Linked DNA regions of Sus scrofa: regions 2 and 3 are each linked to region 1. Evidence: chromatin contacts called from public Hi-C data. All regions are on one chromosome and are shown on one strand. The core of a region is the stretch at or near the end of the contact, and the rest is flanking DNA. Distances in the headings are between cores, read along the strand shown. Region 1 holds the start of MEIOB (meiosis-specific with OB domain-containing protein). Region 2 holds the start of PKD1 (polycystin 1, transient receptor potential channel interacting). Region 3 holds the start of JPT2 (Jupiter microtubule associated homolog 2).

Region 1 (3,867 bases), core at 388-2,887:
TTTTTTTTTTTGGTCTTTTGTTGTCCTTTTAGGGCCGCACCCGCGACATGTGGAGGTTCCCAGGCTAGAGGTCTAATTGGAGCTGCTGCTGCAGGTCGACGCCAGAGCCCCAGCCACGCCAGATCAGAGCCGCATCTTCAACCTACACTACAGCTCACGGCAGCGCTGGATCCTTAACCCACTGAGCAAAGCCAGGGATTGAACCCGCAACCTCATGATTCCTACTCGGATTCCTTTCTGCTGCGCCACGAGGGGAACTCCAGTTGGTAACAAATTTAAAGAATTTAGTTTTGGGATCTTATTTGCCCCTGATTAGTACTATTATGAACAAAAATTGTAAGTCATTAGATTAAAAAGATTTGCAGATGGTAGTAATTAAAACGCTGGCAAGTGTTTTGTCAGGTTTACCTAAGTCCAATATTTAGCACATCAAATTATACACACAGCGTATATCTCTGTGCGGGAAATGATATAAACATCGGGAAAATAGCATTATGGATCGAGCAACCTGGCCTACTTCACACTCCCCAAGAGATGACCCACGAGGGTCTGCATCCAGCACCACTCCCCTTCTAAACGTCTAATCAGCTCCCCTTCTAAAAGCCTCATCAGCAATCATGAACCCTTTTTTCAAAGCTTTTTAATTTTTGCATTATTTTAGCAGCACCTGTGGCATGTGGAATTTCCCAGCCCAGGGATCAAACCCGCGCCAGAGCAGCAACCAGTGACAACGCCGGATCCTCCCGCTTAGCCATGAGAGAACTCCGCAGTCTCCCTTGTCCCACGCACTCTTCTTTCAATTGAGATACAGCATCAGATGCTGTATAAAAAAAAGTACAGAGAGGCTACTACACCTGATCCACTTTTCCCCAGTCAGAACTTCTTCCGAGATCACAATCAAGTTACTGAGGCAGACACACCCAGTCTTTTTCAGATTTCCCCGGTTTCTCGTCTGTGTGTGTATTCAGCTGCTGCACTTTCCGCTGCATTTCTGCCGTGTTTCAGCGGAAAAGATCCCAAGCATCTTGCTTGGCGCCCGGGTCTTAGCACCCCGGACTCCCACCCCGGACGGCCCTCGAGTCTGAAGGACCAGCTCGCCCCCAGTCTCCCCAAAGCCACGCTCCTCAAGACCTGGACTTGAGAGGGACTGGAAGGAACGGGGCAGGGCCCAAGTCGGAATCAGGGCGCGGGGGCGGAACGTAGGGCGGGAGTGGGTGGAGTCGAAGGGGGGCACAGAGTCAGGGAGTGGGTAGGGTCGGAGGTCGGGGGCGGGACAGAGTCGGCGTGGGTGGAGCCAAGGGTCGAGGGGTGGAGCAGCAGGCCGTGGGTGGAGTCGGAGGTCAGGGACCGGGACAGAGTAAGGGGGTGGGTGGAGCCAGAGGTTGGGGGCGGGACAGACTCGGGGCTAGGATGGAGTGGGGTCTAGGAGTGGGCAGTCAGGCCGTGGGTGGAGTCAGAGGTTTGGGGGCGGGGCAGAGTCGGCGTGGGTGGAGTCGCAGGTCGAGGGGTGGGGGCAGTCAAGCTGTGGGTGGAGTCGGAGGTCAGGGGCGGGACAGAGGCCGTGGGTGGAGCCGGAGATTAGGGGGCGGGGCAGTCAGACCATGGGTGGAGTCGGAGGTCAGGGGGCGGGACAGAGTCAGGGTGGGGGTGGAGGCGGGGCGGGGGCGCGGCCTGCGCTAACGGTCGCTCGGTGGGCCTCACTGGGCGGTGGTCTCCTCTGGCTGTGGGCCGCGCGTTCTGTGGAGAAACAGCCGAACTCAGGCGGGCAGGCGGGTGGAGCCTGTGTAAGCGGGCCGCTCTCGGGGCGCGAGGAGCGTCTGAGTTGGGACGGCGCTCCGGGGAGCTGCCCGCGAGGGCGCTTGACGTGAAGTCGGGGAGCGGCGGGCAGCGGGCTCTCGTCCCTCCCCAGGGCGGGCCTCTGGGCCGGGGCTTCCGTGGCGGGGGCGGCCTTCCCTCCCGGCTGCCCGCGGGCTCGGCGGGTAGTGGCTGAGGCGAGGCCCGCCCGCATCCCGGCCGCCGGTCCGGAGCTCGCTGGGGCCGCCGGGGTCTCCGGAAGCGGGGGGCCGCCGGCGGGTTGGGGTGCGTGGACACGCCCAGGTGCGAAGTGGGCCGACAACGGCCGCTTCCAGTTCGAATCCGGGGGCGGAGTCCCGTGGGGACACGGACAGCTCTGGGGGGTGTGGACGCCGGTGTAGACGCGCAGGTGTGATCCATGCGGAATGTACCCTCGTCCTGCAGGGACTCAACATGAATCCGGGCCGGAGACTGCTCTTAGCTTCCGCGGGGGCCGAGGCTGGTGCTGGACGTTCTGTGGGCGGACAGACGCGCAGGGACACGGGTAGGCGCTTCCAGGAGCCTTCGGAGCAAACCCCCGACCCGGGCCCAGCCCACCTCCCCTCTCCCCCCTTGGCAGCTGGGCTGTGTACCGTCCTTAGAGATTTGCCTTCCGCAGAATGTCACGGAGTTGGAATCATTTTAAAAGACGGGGTGAGCGGGGAGAGTCGCATTTCACGCGGGGTGTGCAGTTCCTGTTTGCCCGGTGCCCGACGTCTCATCCCTAAGGCGCAACCGTGTGAGACGGGCAGGAAGTTACAAACTATGGGAAATGGTATCTGAATGCAAAATATGCATCTTTCTGTCTCTCTGTCTGTCTGTCTGTCTCCATGCCGGGGAGATGTCCAGTGTGATGGCCCGTGGGCCAGTTTTCTTATGGACAACCCCAGAGTGTTTGGAAGTCAGCTAGAATTTCAAAATGCAGAAAACTTGCCAAGTTCCCACTGAAGCCATAAACGAAGAACTACCCTTCTGAAATGGATTTATAAAGATAATTGACCAACTGTTCCCCTCTAAGGGAGAAAATGACCAATTTTGTCTGAGTGTGGCATTCTCCTGTGGCTCAGGGAGTGAAGGATCTGGGATTGTCACTGCTCAGGTTTAGTCTCTGGCCTGGGGACTTTCACATGCTGTGGGCGCAGCCAAAAAGGAAAAAAAAAAAAAAAAAGCTTTGGTTTGTGATGGAAGTTTGGGGGAAATTCCATGTACAGCAATGACTGCATAAAGAGTACTTCTTTGTTGCAGCCCCAGCACAGGTCTGTAGAATAAAATAGGAAATTGTAGGACCATCATTGCTTAGCTCTCTGGAAGTCCTGTTTATTTAGAATAGCAGGATGTAAACTGTATTGATTTCTAGAATTTAAATGCTGGATGGAAATGTAAAATTAGCTGGAAACTAAAATTCTATTTATTCAAAAGATTGTACAATTAACAGTATTATTCTCAAATTACAAATCAGGTTGATTTATGCCATTAATTTAGTCAGCAAATAATCAGCAGCTGCTCTGCATGAGGCACTAACTAGGCACTGTGGGGAGACCATGGGGGCAAGATATGGCACAGCCCTGTGTCACAGACCCCACCCTGTAATGAGGGAGAAAGACAGCACCCCCGTGACAGTTAGGAGTGCAGGCTGGGGGACACTTGAAAGAGGAGAAAAGCACGAAAGTTTTCTCTTTGAGACCCAGCGAATGCTGAAGGTCCCGTCTCGTGAGGCTCCCGAGGGTGGGATTGGCCGGAGGAAGAGGGAGCCGGGTGTGCCAGGCCCAGGTTCCACTGAGGAAGGAGGGCGGCCAGGTGTCTGGAGAGTGCTTATCAAGGGGAGGGGGAGTGGCGGGACGTGAGGAAGAGATGGGCAGAGGCCTGATCAGCTGGGCCTTGAAAAGGCTGCAGCAGAGTTTGGATTTACTTGTGTGCAGCTGGGGAGAGTTTTAAGTACGAGACAATCTGAATTTTTAAAGAATTCTCAGTTGTGTGGACAAGAGGTAAAGGAGGCAAAAGTTGAAGCGGAGAGAGGTCAGGTCTGGAGATGGG
Region 2 (3,867 bases), core at 875-3,374, 240 kb before region 1:
GCCCTGGTGGCTAGGTGGGTTAAGGATCTGGCATGGTCACTGCTGAGGCTCAGGTTGCTGCTGTCGTGCTGGTTCCATCCCCGGCCTGGGAATTCCCACACGCCGTGGGTGTGCCTGAAAAAGAGAGAATTAAACATTTCTCCAGCATCCCCCTCCCTGCATCAAACAGGATCTTTGCCACATTTTATTTCCTCTGACTCACCGTGGGAATTGTTGAAATAGCCCAGAATTTCATTTCTAGATATGTTATTTTCTTCTTCTTTTAAAATTTTTATTATTTTTTGCCCATCTCCAAAGCATGTGGAAGTTCCCGGGCCAGGAATCAAATGCCCACCACAGCAGCGATTAGAGCCACAGCAGTGACAATGCTGGATCCTTAACCCATTGAGCAAGGCCAGGGATCGAACTTGCATTCTGATGGATACCAGTCAGATTCATTACCCCTGAGCCACGACAGAAACTCCTAAGCACATCTTTTCTAGGGATTCCCTCATGGCTCAGAGGGTTAAGGATCTGGTGTAGTCACTGCTGTGGCTCTGGTTACAGCTGTGGCACAGGTCTGATCCATGGTCCAGGAACTTCTGCATGCCACACGAGAGGCAAAAAAAAATAAATAAATAAATAAAAATAAAAAATCTTTTCTATTTCAGAAATCCCTTCTAAAACAATTGCATTTATCAACCATACCTCAATAAAACTTTAAAAAATGAAAAAAGGGGAATTCCTGTGTGGCTCAGTGGTGATGAATCCAACCAGTATCCATGAGGATGCAGGTTTGATCCCTAGCCTTGCTCAGTGAGTTAAGGATCAGGCATTGCCGTGAGCTGTTGTGTAGGCTGGCAGCTGCAGCTCTAATTCAACCCCCAGCCTGGGAACTTCTATATGCTGCACGTGTGGCCCTCAAAAGAAAAAACAAAAGGAAAAAACTTGCATTTTAGTTGATTAATCTGTTTTGCTCATTTGGCATCACTGTTTATTATGGGTCCATCTTCACTCATCTTGAGACCTTGGATCTCATCAGTTTATTATCTGGAATTAAAAGCTTGGGTTTGCCCCTTCCTTACCTGTTGTGTGATCTGTCAAATTTCATTTTTTCCCTTTTTTTTTTTTTTGTCTTTTTAAAGTCACATCTGGGGCCTATGGAGATTCCCACGCTAGGGGTCAAATCAGAGCTGCAGCTGTCGGCCTCCACCACAGCTCACAGCAACGCTAGATCCTTAACCCAATGAGTGAGGCCAGGGGTCGAACCCAGGTCCTCATGGATAATAGTCAGATTTGTTTCTGCTGAGCCACAGTGGGAACTCCCAAACCTTCCCCCCCCCCGCTTAATAAACGGATTTCTATAATATGTGGTTCTTTATGTCTGGCATCTAGGATGTTTTCAGAGTTCGTCCATGTTATTCAGCTTGAATTCTTAGCACCACGTGCGTTAGTTCCCTAATTACATCCTGGGCGCAAAAGCTCCCTGGGCAGAGCCGCAGCACTGAGGAACTTGCGCCATGGAAAGAGGGGGCAAACTGCCCTGGTGGTGGGAGGTCCCAAGCACCCAGGTGCGCAGAACTCAGCTTCTTGCCCAGGGGCTGGCGAATGGCCGGCCGAACGCTGCCCTTCACCTGCCCAGGTGAGGCCCACCTTGTGCTTCACCTCCGTGCCAGGGAGAACCAGCTGTCATACTTCGCCGACGTTCTGGCAATTCCCTGAGAGGGCGCGATGCGCATTTATTGAGTGCCTACTGTGTGCCAGGAGCTCGGCAATCCGAGGTGGTGGAGAGGGACATAGGCGCTGGGAGTGGATGAGCGCTCGTAGAGGGCACTGGAGGTTCCGGCTGGTGTTTTCAGTGTTGTGACTGCTTGGGCTCTGAGGTCTGGGAGGCGCGGACGCCGCGGGCGGAGGGGAAGGGCACCGAGCGAGGGCCCTCGCTGTCGAGCCTGCAGCTGGATGCGAAGGGCGGAGCTCCTGATGCCCCGCCCCGGCCGCGCGGATGGCCCCTTCGCAGAGCGAAGGGCGGACCCTCCTGATGCCCCGCCCCGGCCGCGCCCGGCTCTGCCGCACGGGGGGCGGGGCCTAAGAGCGTCCCGCCCCCCGCGCCGCGCCGGGAGAAGGAGGAGCCGGCCGCCAGCCCGCACTGCAGCGCCAGCGCGCTAGCGGGCCGCGGAGGACTCGGAGCCGGGACGGAGAACCGAGCAGGCGTCGCGCAGGCAGACAGGCCGCAGCTGCTGCCGTATCCCGCCCCGCGCCCAGCCATGCCTTGCGCGGGCTGCGCCTGAGCCGCGGTCGCCGGGGCCAGGCGGGCTCGGGGCCTCGGGACCGGTCCGGGGCCATGCTTGCGCTGTCCTGACGATGCCGCCCGCCGCGCCCGCCCGCCTGGCGCTCGCCCTGGGCCTGGGCCTGTGGCTCGGGGCGCTGGCGGGGGTCCCCGGGCGCGGCTGCGGACCGTGCGCCCCTCCCTGCCTCTGCGGCCCGGCGCCCGGCGCCGCCTGCCGCGTCAACTGCTCTGGCCTCGGACTGCGGACCCTCGGGCCCGCGCTGCGCATCCCCGCGGACGCCACCGCGCTGTGAGTAACCCGCCGCCCTGCGACGCTGGTGAGGCGGTTGCCATGGCGCCCGGCTTGCGCTAGGACTCGCGGCCGCCGGGGCCTGCCGGGGCTCGGGGCGCCTTCACCCTCCCGGGAGAGGCCGCACGGGCAGGCCGCCGGCCTGGCGGGCCTCGCAGGGCGTGGGCGCGTCCCCAGCCTGCAGAAGGGGAAACGGAGTGCGGGCCAGGCCTCTCCCAGGGCGAGGCTCCAGCGCAGTGAGGTCGGCCCGACTAAATAAGGAAAACCTGGGACCGCAGCCGGCTCTCAGCCCGCCTGGCCTCAGCCAGAGGGAAACAGAAACATCCCAGATTCTGTGCGGGCGGAGACTTCTCACTCGGTGGGACTCCGCTAATGCGAACTGACTGAGGGCCTTTGGCATCGTGTGGGCGCAGGGCGGGAAGGTCCCGGCAAGGGACCACGAGCACTTCAACGCTGCTCAGAGCCTAATAGGATGCAGCTTGGCTTGGAGGGATACCCAGCACTTGGGAGCCCTGGAGAAGGACGCTAGGAGATGGAGAAGTCTGTGTGGACGGCAGGGAAGGCTCTCCGGAAGAGGTGGACAAGGGTTCGATGGATGTTTGAGAATTGGTTTGATACTTAAGGAAACTGGGTTTAGGTGACGGGAGGAGGGAACCATGTGTGCAAAGGCCTGGAGGGGTGTAAAATGCTGACACACCATTAGCAGACTTGCATTTTGGAAGAAATAATAACAGGAAGTCTTTATGGAGAGCTTGTCTCCAGCCCTGGCCTGTGCCAAACTCTTTTGAACCATCAGCTTTTTTTTTTTTTTTTTTTTTTTTTTTGGTCTTTTTAGGGCCGCACCCGCGACATATGGAAGTTCCCAGGCTAGGGGTGGAATCAGAACTGTAGCTGCTGGCCTACACCACTGCCACAGCAATGCCAGATCTGAGCCTCATCTGGGACCTACAACCACAGCTCACGGCAACTCGGGATCCTTAACCCACTGAGCGAGACCAGGGATTGAACCCCTGTCCTCGTGGATACGAATGAGATTCGTTAACCACTGAACCACAAGGGGAACTCCTGTGAACCGTCATGCTTAACCCTCTGGAGGTACAGCAAAGATGCCCCTTTTGCAGGGGAAAAAACAGGCCAGAGGTGATGGCGATATGATTTGCACAAGCACAAGTAACAGCCAGTACATGGCAGAGGCAGCATTTGACTGTTAGGAGCTCAGGGTTGGCTTGCAAAGGGTGCAGGTGACTGAGATTTGCAGACATTTGTCCCCAGAGATGGGGACTGGCTCAGGACCTGCTGGTCCACATCCTTG
Region 3 (3,867 bases), core at 440-2,939, 160 kb after region 1:
CTAACGGCTTACCCCCCTTTTCCAGAAAAGCTCTGGGGGAACAGTCAGGTTTGGAGAGAAGCAGCAAAAGAAATGTGGATCAAATTCTTTACAAACATGCACCTTACAGTTTAAAAGAAGGACCTTAGATCACCGATGATGGCCAAAGCTAAATGCTTTTATAGTGCAACATCCTTTAACACCAGCTAATTAATCCTTCCCCGAGAAAACCAAATCAGGGCTTTAAGAGGAAAACCTGGCCTAGTAATCCTGCAGCAGCACCGGTTCCTTTCACAGCTAAGGGAACTGCGAATCTCACAAGGCCTGTCCATTGAGTCCTTTAAGATGGCCGTCAAAACACAAAGCTCCCTTCGGATCCCAGGCAGAAGCTTCCAATTAAGATGGGTTTTCCTTCTCCAACACGCTCCAAGAATTTTCTCCTTTTCCTCTCCAAAACTAATGCCGCAAAGAAGTGTGGGTGTTACTGCAGAGCTCCAGCTCGGCAACTATCTTGTGCAACCTCCACCAGCATTACTGGGCCCATTCCCTAACCGGACCAGTGTGTGCTGGGCAGCCGGTGCCAGGCTGTGTAAACAAAGAGGAACTTTGAGGGACACAGCTGAGAAAGTGCTGGAAACAGCCCTTGCCCAGCTGGTGGGGGCGGGGACAGGACAGTGGTTTGCAGGCACCAGGAACTCATTCATCCCCAGGAACTCATTCATCGCGAAGGCTCCGGGATAAACTTCTGGCCCAGGTCAGCGTAGGTGGGGGCATCCGTGATTAATAATCACTGTTCCGTGGATTGATGACCGCTGGGTTAGGACTGTGAGAACTGACCCAACTCCCTCAAGTTTACAGGGGTTTTAGCAGTTGAAACAACCCTCTTATTCTCTGTAGTATTTACCTCCGCCCTCTTCTACTTTTATCGGGTGGCTGAGCCCCAGAAGAGGCTCACAATGAAGATGACTCTTGGGCACCTGAACCAGCTCCATTCCCGCTGGCTCCTCAAGCCGCGGGACCCCTCCTCGCCAGCTCTGTGCGGCTCCCAACACCCAATGATTGACTAGTTAAAAGCGGAGAAGGTGTGCTGCCCAACACTGTAATCCAACTGTAATTTTTAAAAAGGGGGCTGCTGTATGTTCCCGAGTGTTTCAACCCCGTTGCACCTCTGCTATCACTTGCTGTCCTGTTTCCTTCTCAGGACACTGGGGAGCAGCGCCTGGTTCCCCCCGAGTCGCGGGACTGCGGGAGGGGAGGGCTCCAGGACTGGGGAGGGGAGGGCCCGAACCCCGGGCTGCGGAACTGCTGAGGGCTCCCAGGACCGGACCTTGCCCCGAGGCGGGCCCACACGAGCACCCGGCGAAAGCGTGTCGGCCGCAGCGTCGCACGGGCTCCCGTAGCGCAGCCACGTCCGCCCATCCGCAGCAGACGCTCCGCCAGCGTCGCCGGCGCGCTGGCCATTGAAGAGACACGTGCTGGGATCCGACGGGCAGGGAGGCGCACCTCTGGCCTCCCGTCCCGCGGGCGCGCCCACCTCCCCGACCTGGCAGCGGAGCCCGGGGCTCCGTGAGCTCACCGCGGCCGCCCCCACGGCGCCCGCGCCCACCCCCCCCACCACGCGGCCGTGGCCTTAGCGGTGGCCGCGCCCGCGCCGCACCTGGAGCCAGCCCGGCCACCCTCGGTCTCCGGCACCCGGAACATGTCGCCCGCCATTCGGCACCTCCCGCCCGCCGCGCCGTCCTTCCCGTCCGGCCCCGCGCGGCCTGAAGCCCCCCTCCATTGGGCGCCGCCGACGCCAATCACAACGCCGCAGCCTATCACAGCACCGGGCCCCGCCTCACGAGACTGAGGCGAGGAGAAGATCGCACCGCGCTTGCAGCCGATTGGTGAAAGCAGATGCCGCTCACAGCGCCGGGCCCCGCCATTGGGCAACTGGCCAACAAGGGATGGTCCGTCCGCGCCTCCTGAGGTGGGCGGGGTCGGGCACCATCCCCGCACCTGGTCGGTGCCCCTTCTTCCAGGCGCGGCCTCCCGCTTGCCGTCCCTGTATGCGCCCTGGTTGGCGTAGCGGGGGAGCCCCGGGAAGCGCTTCCCGGAGCGCAGCGGCGCCCAACAGGGCCCAAGACAGTCAATGGCACATGGATACGTGGCCAAAGGAAACAGGACCGCAGTTCCTGTCCTGCAAGTTGTGGGGAACACGTCCTTAAAAGTGGGAGGCAAGGGATAAATAAAGAGTGCCAGCTGACTGATGTTTGGCTCAAAAAAAAAAAAAAAAAAAAAAGGTAAAGGTAAAATACACATTCAGGAGCGCTTTGTTGCTAAACTACACTGTGGGCGGCAGTCAGTGCCTCTGAGATGGCACCAAATGAGAGCCGCTCCGGCCGTTTTCTTAAGCGCACACTTAAAAAGAAAAAAGCAGAAACGGTCATGATTAGATCAAGTATTAGTATGTATTTATGCACAATAATAAAAACAGATTTACAAGTTGAACTGGAAATTTAAACATAAGAAGTTTAACAGCTTTTGTTTATTATATTAAATAACCAAACACCTTTTATTCCCAAAATTGGTAAAGAATAAATAATATAATTTACAATATGGTACAAAAAATAATCAGGAGGGACAGGCATTCTGCTTTATACATACACTGTATATGTATATTTATAATCTATAAAACAAATTCACATCTCAAACAAGCCGAAAACCTTAGGTGATATGGCTTAACGATTATTAAAAGAAACCGCAGTTAAGTTCTGCTGCCCAGAGGCATAGCTCTGGAGCCGGGTATCCTGTTACAGAATAAGGGGCACAGGTTGCTGTAGTGCTTCCAAGACCTAACTCACCTCACATGACTTAAAGGCTGCTGTGGGATTAGGAGAGCTGACAGTCAGGAAAGGTTTGCTGTAGGTTTCATTCCTTCTTTTTTCTTAAGACAAAGTGCCGTATTTCCCCTAAATGCATCTGGTAGAACTCAATGTCAAGAAAGAAGAAAAAGCCACCTGTTTTCCTCCTCCACGTGTTTCAAGCGTCTCTTACTCCATGGCTTTTCTTTGCACACATGTGATTCAATGGTGTGATCCAGTTAAACAGGCCATTCAACTGAAAGGACACACCAGTGACGAGGCTGTGGGACAGAGTGACAGAGAACGGGGCTGCCGCTACGAGCCTGGAGGTGTGCGAGAGCAGTGGAGCAACCAGTGACATGTTTCCAAACATCCCCTCTCCCTGAGCAAGTCCTCTCCCCCGGGAAGATACAGAGAGATGAGAAAAATGCCATCGTGAGCCTTACATGGAATCAGGGATTCAACCTGCATCTCCCTTGTGAGCAATGGAAGGCGCATCACGGGACATGATGTCGCCATGAAGAACCAAGGCCAAAAAACCAGCTCCCTGGAGGTGGGAGATGGAGAGTTTCAGTCTTCAGAAAAGACAATCAGCAGACCGATTCTCAACACTGAAGTGACACGGGGAAGACGTCTCTGCGCCACAGACCCGGTCTTAACCACAGGCTCATGTGCAAGGGAAGCCATGGCCGCACAGGAGGCGCTCCTGACTGTCCCTGGGAAGGCGCAGGCAGGGGGAGGCTTCGCTGCTCGGGCCCTGTGAGGATTTCCAGCTTTTACCAGGCGCTCGTTTTCATCACACTGATAGTCATTCGGGCTGGGAGAAGATGGATCCATCATCTTAATGCTATAGCTGACATCCTTTCCCTTCACATGGCAAGCGAATGCCTACTCCTGCCTGGCTGCTGGAGCAGCGAGTTCTCTGTAACCCTGGCAGCTTTACACACAGGGGAACAGGCCCCTCTCCTGCACAGCCATGTCCTCTCATGGATGATGCTGGCTAGTCAGCTGCTCCCAGAGGGAGTCTGTGTGAGAGGGCCAAGCC

Evidence for each region. A called contact is a pair of places that touch in the nucleus more often than the background predicts.
Region 2: a Hi-C map of liver shows a contact between it and region 1, with 4 times the contacts expected there. The contact joins the promoter of PKD1 here to the promoter of MEIOB in region 1. A contact is called at or near these places in 7 of 47 Hi-C or Micro-C datasets (blood, embryonic fibroblasts, liver and 3 more) and 1 of 2 datasets of contacts at active chromatin or transcription factors (alveolar macrophages).
Region 3: a Hi-C map of liver shows a contact between it and region 1, with 3 times the contacts expected there. The contact joins the promoter of JPT2 here to the promoter of MEIOB in region 1.

What each region holds. Positions count from the first base shown.
Region 1 is chr3:40,091,052-40,094,918 of Sscrofa11.1, forward strand. It overlaps MEIOB (meiosis-specific with OB domain-containing protein), which reads left to right and starts at 1,638. Exons shown (of 15, transcript XM_021086801.1): 1 at 1,638-1,784; 2 at 2,239-2,338. The coding sequence starts at 2,248.
Region 2 is chr3:39,847,485-39,851,351 of Sscrofa11.1, forward strand. It overlaps PKD1 (polycystin 1, transient receptor potential channel interacting), which reads left to right and starts at 2,125. Exons shown (of 46, transcript NM_001246202.1): 1 at 2,125-2,555. The coding sequence starts at 2,341.
Region 3 is chr3:40,255,271-40,259,137 of Sscrofa11.1, forward strand. It overlaps JPT2 (Jupiter microtubule associated homolog 2), which reads right to left and starts at 1,690. Exons shown (of 5, transcript NM_001048070.1): 1 at 1,637-1,690. The coding sequence starts at 1,680. It overlaps CRAMP1 (protein cramped-like), which reads right to left. Exons shown (of 22, transcript XM_021086822.1): 22 at 2,407-3,867.